Linked DNA regions of Mus musculus: region 1 is linked to region 2. Evidence: chromatin contacts called from public HiChIP or PLAC-seq data. All regions are on one chromosome and are shown on one strand. The core of a region is the stretch at or near the end of the contact, and the rest is flanking DNA. Distances in the headings are between cores, read along the strand shown.

Region 1 (3,640 bases), core at 771-3,270, 440 kb before region 2:
CAGTAAGGAAAAGTGACCCAGGGAACCTGCCACATCTGTTGCCTGCAGAAGACTCCAACCTATTTAAGAGTTTTGAGAAGCAGAAAGACTGAATTTCACAGGCTTAGAATGAAAGCAACGAAGGGTGGGGAGGAAAAAATAAATAAAACTCTGAGAGGAAAATAAAACTCTGAGAGGAAAGTACACCAGATTTAGTAAAACAGTCAATATCCGGAGGATTCTGCAAGGCCTGCTGAAGAAAATTCCTCTGGGGCTCCAGAGGTAATAAGGGAGGAAGGGGCCTGAGAAGCGGAATTCTTTTCCTTTATTATTACCTAGAAACAGGAGCAAGGATCAAACCCAAGGCTGAGAGAGAAGAAACCCTGGGACTCCCCTCTGAGGAAGCTCCACCTTGCTCTGTAGTCAAGGTCAAAAATGCCTCAAGAACTACAAGACTTCAAACTTGACCTCTGACTCCATTGGGAAAGGGACAGTGGCTGAGCCAGGGAAAGAGAGGGGCGCACAAAGAAATCGAAAAACAGGGAAGATATTTGTTCTCTCTCTCTCTCCTATCTCTCTCTCTCTCTCTCTCTCTCTCTCTCTCTCTCTCTCTCCTATCTCTCCAGGCTACCCCCAGTCTAAGAAACATAGTAAAAGCCTCCTTTTAAACATTAGCTAAAATTCAGCGCTGTCCCCAAGACAATTGCAGCTTTCTCCAAACCGTGAAGAAAAAAAAGTGAACTCCTCGCAGTCAGCTTGTGTCCCTTAACTTTTTTTTTCTTTTGAGAAAGAAGGGCTCCTTAACAAAGAACCCCACCTTCCCCATCCCGTGAGACAGAAAAAGTTCCCTAGATTTAGGAGGAGGTACGGTGTGACACACACCCGCGTTAAGAGCTGTAGCTCCCCTGGCTTTCAAGCGGCTCCAGCATTCTGACCGGAGGCCCAGACGCACAGCCAGGGTGCCGGAACGCAGCTGGCCAACCGGCTTAAGTTACACAGATGGAGCCCGCTCCATTCTCCACGTGCATCCTTACCCTTCTCCTCACCTCCCAACGCCAGAAGGAAGGAGCTTCTCCATTCGATCTTTTCTCACCCGAGGTCTGCAGTGTCACCTGTGCGCGGCAGCCAGCAGCACGCCCACCGCTAAACATTCGACCGGTGGTCACTGACTCAAGTTTTGTTTCAAATGAGTTTCAAGTTCCTACAGGCTCTTCAACCCCCACCTCCACCCCCTCAGCCCCTAGATCAGACCACCTTCCTCCCCGCTAAGTCCCGTTAAGGAAGACCCTGGTGGCAAGGTATCTTTCCTCTCCTCCTTTACCCCATCAAATCCCGCTTGCTCCACCCGCAGCCTCCCTCCCGGGTTTGTCTTTCGGGTTCCCGCTCTCAAGAGTCTCCCTGGATCTGATTAAGGTCTAAGCTCTTTCTCCTCTACATCAGTCCCAGGGTCCCGTCGGACTCTCTTTTCCCACGTGAGAGTCACCAGCCAGGAGAACCCGCTGAGCTACGAGAGAGTTTCTCCCAAGCCCAAAACTAGTGCTCACAGTCCGCATTACCTGCAACCTGCTGTGGGGTGGTGCCCACGCGTCTCTTTTCACAGGTACCCGCGCCTGTGACAAGCGCCTTCAGGGGCAGCTCGGAGCCCGGGTTGGGATAGCAGCGTAGCGTCTGGGCGCAGCGCGGGATGTAGACGCCGCATGCTTCGCCCTCCTGCCGTGCGCACACGGAGCAGCAGCCGCAGCCGGGCTCTCGCACCAGCTCGGCGCAGGGCGCGTCGGGTGGGGGCCCGCAAGCGGCCAGACGCTCGGGCGTGCAGGGTGGGCAGCGGAACAGCACCTCGGCGCGCACCCCGGGGCCGCAGCCGCCCGCGCCCAAGAGCAGCAGCAAGAGCAACGACGGCAGGAGCAGCGGCAGCGCGGGGCCGCCCAATCTCGGCAGCATGTTGGCTTGTGGGCAACGGTAGTGCAGCGAGCTAGCGGGCAGGTGGCACGGCCCAGACGAATGCGGGAGACGCCTCCTTGCCTTCTTTCTCCTCCCCCGCCTCTGCCGGGTCCTAAAAAGCCTGCTTCTCCCCGCCCCCCTGCCTTCTCCCCTCCCCCTTATGGAGACCACTCCCTTCCCCCCCCCCCCGCACCGCCCCCCCCCGCACCGCCCCCCCCCGCACTCTTGCGTGAGGGCACGTGCTTGTGCACACGCCCACTCGCCCACCCTACGTTCCTAGGGGATTCAAGCGGACCCCTCTGTTCTTCCCTGGTTAGGACTTTGCTCCCTTCAGCCTGGGTTTGTCCGCTCCGGGAGAGTAAGAATAACTTGCAAGCGTGGGTAGAATCGGCGTGGAGTGGGAAAGAGCCTGTGCTTTTGTCTCCTGTCTTTTAGTTTAGTTCGATTTGGAAGGACTTAGTTTGCTCACTTCCCACGTGGCCGGCTGTGAACTGACTGCCGGGGAAACACAAAAGCAGTCTTGACCTTAAAGATTTCGGAGCTCACACCGACTCCCCACAGCCCTCGTGTTGCTAGGAACAATGACCTTGAGTGAGTCCCGCGGACGCTCAGTCCTTCTAGACCAGGCTCGTCCCAGACAGCACCTCCTAGCAACAACTTCAGTTTCCCAGCCCAGAGCTCACCGCTGCAAGTAATGAAACCTGGTGTGTTTCCTGGTGCCTCACAAACCTCTGCCCCACAAGCCCTCTAATCCCCTAGAGACCCGGGTCACCATCCACAAACGCTGCCTTATTCGCCCACCTTTACACACACTCTCCCCGCCTCCCCCCCCCCAGACGTCTGAAGACACACCCACTGAAGGGTCTTGAAAAGGTCAGATTAGACACCCACCCCCCTCCCCAGGTATTAGAGAAAGCCCTAGCGCTAGGCTGATTAGAGCTCGCTCAGGTTTTCAAATAGAAAAGAGTGGCTGCCTCCTTTGTTCCAATTGAATCACCCAGCCTAGCTGCCCCCAACCTCCATCACTCCAGCCTGGCAGGACCTTAGTTATTGACTCATTTGCCAGGGTTGTGACCTTAACAACGAGTGAGGCGTCTCCATTCCCCCACAAGATTCTCCAAGCCATCCTTTCTAATTTCTGGGCTCAGGGCCTATCTCAATTCAGCGGCTTTTTGTTCATATGTCTGTTTGAGTTTTATGCCTCCTAGAAGACAAAGTTCTAATCTTAAGAAACTAGGAGAGGAAGAGTTATGGAGGAGAGTTTGAACTTCTGTAGGAACCTCTGTGGAAGATGACTATCCGAATGAAAAAGAAGGGGGACGGGTGTGAGACTAAAGCTTGGTAATTGCGTAGAGGGAAATGGAGGGTTATCGATGGCGCATTCTCAACACCCGGACCAGCAGAAATGATGAAAAAAAATTGAAGAGTGATACTGAAACTAGAAAGTCACTTAGGCCAGAGATCAAAACCCCTGGGGAGATAGGGGAACTGGCAGGGAAATCAGCTAATTGTGCTGAGACTTGGCCTGATTTGGGCGTGTCAGGGACACAGCATCAGTGTTTGAGCAGAGGGATGGACCTCTGACAATAACGGGAGCTATACAGAATGGCGATCTAACAGAAGGAAACCAACAAAGGCTGGGGGAGGCTCCAGTTCACATCTCCACGTGTTCTGGTGTCTTGTACCTGCCCTGGAATATGTTCCTATTGGCCTCACCGAC
Region 2 (3,136 bases), core at 115-2,614:
AAAACAGAGCAAAACCAACCAAACAAACACAGAAAGAAAAGAAAAGAAAAGAAAAGAAAAGGAAAGGAAAGGAAAGGAAAGGAAAGGAAAGGAAAGAAAAGAAGAAGAGGGGAGGGGAGGGGAGGGGAGGGGAGGGGAGGGGAGGGGAGGGGAGGGGAGGGGAGGGGAGGGGAGGGGAGGGGAGGGGAGAGGAGAGGAGAGGAGAGGAGAGGAGAGGAGAGGAGAGGAGAGGAGAGGAGAGGAGAGGCAGAGGAGAGGAGAGGCAGAGGGGAGAGGCAGAGGGGAGAGGCAGAGGGGAGAGGCGAGGCAGAGAGGCGAGGCAAGGAGAAAAAGGAAAAGGAAAAGGAAAAGGAAAAGGAAAAGGAAAAGGAAAAGGAAAAGGAAAAGGAAAAGGAAAGAGATTTGGTAAAGAGGTAGAGAAACAGTTCAGTAGTTACGAGCACGTGATGTACTGTTCTTCTAGAGGCTGAGAGTTCTGTTCCCAACACCCACATCGGGCAGCTCACAACAGTCTCTTAATCTAGATCTAGGATAGCTGATGCCCTCTTCTGGCTCCTGTGGGCACTGCAGTCACATGCATATACACTTACACAGACACATACACACACATATAATTAAAAATAGTAAATCTTTTGAATAAAGAAATTTGGTAACACTATTTGTCAAGAAATAAAATTAAATTTCTAGAATTTTAGTGCCTAGAAATTAAGTGCCTAAAATTATACCTAAGTTTTCCTTCTGCAGGTTGTAGTAGGATGGTTTGTTTTATGTTTTTATTTGCTTGTTTCATTATAAATCTTGGGGGGGGAGGGTTGGTGGTTTGGTGGTGGTGGTGATGTTTTGTTGTTGTTGTTGTTGTTGTTGTTTTAGTTTGAACAATTCAAAACTACCTTGCTTAAAATATTCATCAGAAATGAATCCTCCAGTTCCTCCCCCAACTCTGAGACTTAGGGTAAGTAACTGTCAAACAGCACCAGGCAATGAAAAGTAACGAGCTAGCACGGCCTACCCTTTACCAATCCCAGATCGCACTGGGAAAGAGCAGCCCACATTCGTCGTCAGAATGAGCGATCATTACTGTATCTGTGCCCTTCCTGGACCTGAATATTTCCCGTGCTTCTCAGCACTGCACTAGCTCTGGGTACTTAATACCCAATAGCTGCTAGCAGGCAACATATAAATGGCTTGGAAAGCAGAAGGACATTAATAATGTTATCATTTGCAAGGCAAGCTGAAACTTGTGGCTGCCTCACTAACAAAGAAAAAAGAACCCTTCAGCATGAAAACAGCAGAGGACAATGGGAACATGCCTTGGCCTCAGCAGAAGAAACCAATGGAAACGGGACATCATGCCTACGGGCACGCTCTCCCTCATTCCTGGAGCCACGCACTGCCTGGCTGCCTGACAACTTCTGGGGCAATGCTGATATACCTATGGCTGCTATTTCCCAAAATCATGACCTCATTTGAACATTCTGTTTAAAATGTATGTGAGAGTGCAATATTAAAGCAAACTGCTTTTAAGAGTCGCCGGTGAGGGCTCGCGGCCACTAACTCTATGAATCAGAGACCTGAACACTGTTCAGCCTCTTACAAAAGACCTGAATCAGTGCCATCTACTCATTTCCGGAAGACCTTAAAGCATGCAGAAAGAAAAACGAATGAAGCATTTTCTCATCTCATATAGCAATTTCTCAGGAAGGAAAAAATATCCCCAAGAACCATTCCATTTCTCCTTCCAACCCGGAGATTATGATCTCCATTATTATAAAGCATTTGACAAATTTGAGGATTAAAGAAACACTTCCCTATGCAATTTCAGAAATCTCCCCCAATGTGTCCTCTGGCAGTAAATTAATATCCACACACTATTCAAAGGAGACACAGCACGTTCCAATGGTCGTCTTAGGGAGGTAAGTAATACAACCCTGATTACCTGGCAGGAGAGAACCGTCAACAAGAAACTCAAAGCAAACAAAGCAGTTTCTCTTTTCAGCTTGCAAAAGCAAAATAACCAAATGGCTGGCGTTTCTAATACAGTTCACGACAGCTCCTTTTGCAGATGGTTTGATAAGAAGTTCACTTAGCATTATCTCTCTAGGCACAAATAAATTTCCTTCGAGGTTAAGGACACTAATCCCAAATACCCCAAGTCCTCCATTTCTTCTGAGATGAGGATGAAGTATCTTAGGAAGCTATGGCGTAACTGTTTCTCTTTGCTTAGTTTACCAGCCACTTCATCAGCTTGTCCTAGTTCATATTTATTGTGTGACTGCTGTGTACAGGATAGGATGCAGTGTTCCTTAGGATTCAATAAGTTTAAGGTAAATCCCTTCCCTCTGAGGACTAAACAGGCTCCTGGGGAATGTAATATATACACACACTAATAATAATAACAACAACAACAACAACTGGGTGTAAATAATGAAGAAGGCTATGAATGTTATGAAATCACATGAACTTTAAATTGTTGGTGATTCAGGAGGCATCACCAGTGAACATGGTTCTTAACTGAGCAATGAAAGGTAGAAGGTGGCTTTCTTCCAGCAGCTGGCTTTTCTCTCCAACAGCCCAGGCTTAGCACATAGAGTGCTCACAACACAAGGACATGAGTTCAGCTCCCCAGCAGCCCTGTAAAGAAGGATCCCAGGGCACCTTGGCTAGGCAGTCTAGCCGATTTAAATTGGTGGGTTCCAGGCTAAGTGAGAGGTGCTATCTCAGAAGTAAGGTGAAGAGTAATAGAGGGAGATACCCCAAATTGACCTCTGGCCTCTACACACACACACACACACACACACACACACACACACACAAAGAAATGGGAAGGGAGGGTAGGAGAGGGAGAGTGCCTGGAGTGACTGGGCAAGAGTAAGGGAAGAAGGAGTCAGAGTTGGCCGGGAAGCTCTGGCGCACGGAAGCATCATGAGAGTGCATATTTGTGATGAGGGTGGAGCCTGGCTCCTTTGAAAGAATAGAATTAGAAAGGGTTCAAGGCCAAGGACTTGGAAAGGACATTTAAAGACAGACAGAGGAGTGGGAGCTTGGCAGGAAGTCAAGAAGGAAGTTCGCAGGAACATATAAACCAGGACTTGGAGCATGGGAATTAACAGAAGAAGAAGGGAGAGACTCTGTGCCC

The links. HiChIP or PLAC-seq counts read pairs in DNA pulled down with a chosen protein or histone mark.
Region 1: an H3K4me3 HiChIP or PLAC-seq map of stem cell-derived neural progenitor cells shows a contact between it and region 2, with 2.2 times the contacts expected there. The contact joins the promoter of Igfbp2 here to the enhancer-like site in region 2. A contact is called at or near these places in 2 of 39 promoter capture datasets (embryonic stem cells and frontonasal cranial neural crest), 1 of 15 datasets of contacts at CTCF or cohesin (the NIH/3T3 cell line), 1 of 484 Hi-C or Micro-C datasets (neural progenitor cells), 4 of 115 datasets of contacts at active chromatin or transcription factors (embryonic midbrain, embryonic stem cells and stem cell-derived neural progenitor cells) and 1 of 9 other capture datasets (adipose tissue).

The regions. Positions count from the first base shown.
Region 1 is chr1:72,822,860-72,826,499 of GRCm38.p6, reverse strand. It overlaps Igfbp2 (insulin-like growth factor binding protein 2), which reads right to left and starts at 2,020. Exons shown (of 4, transcript NM_008342.3): 1 at 1,536-2,020. The coding sequence starts at 1,920.
Region 2 is chr1:72,378,144-72,381,279 of GRCm38.p6, reverse strand. The region is part of intron 16 of Xrcc5 (X-ray repair complementing defective repair in Chinese hamster cells 5); the gene reads right to left. Among named protein-coding and RNA genes, the nearest start is that of Gm39661, 33 kb to the left of the region's middle. Within about 2 kb of position 1,364, at least 20 of the 459 cell types and tissues checked have an H3K27ac peak or open chromatin away from gene starts, as enhancers often do. A contact at or near this core is called in embryonic stem cells, neural progenitor cells and stem cell-derived neural progenitor cells, where this site is marked.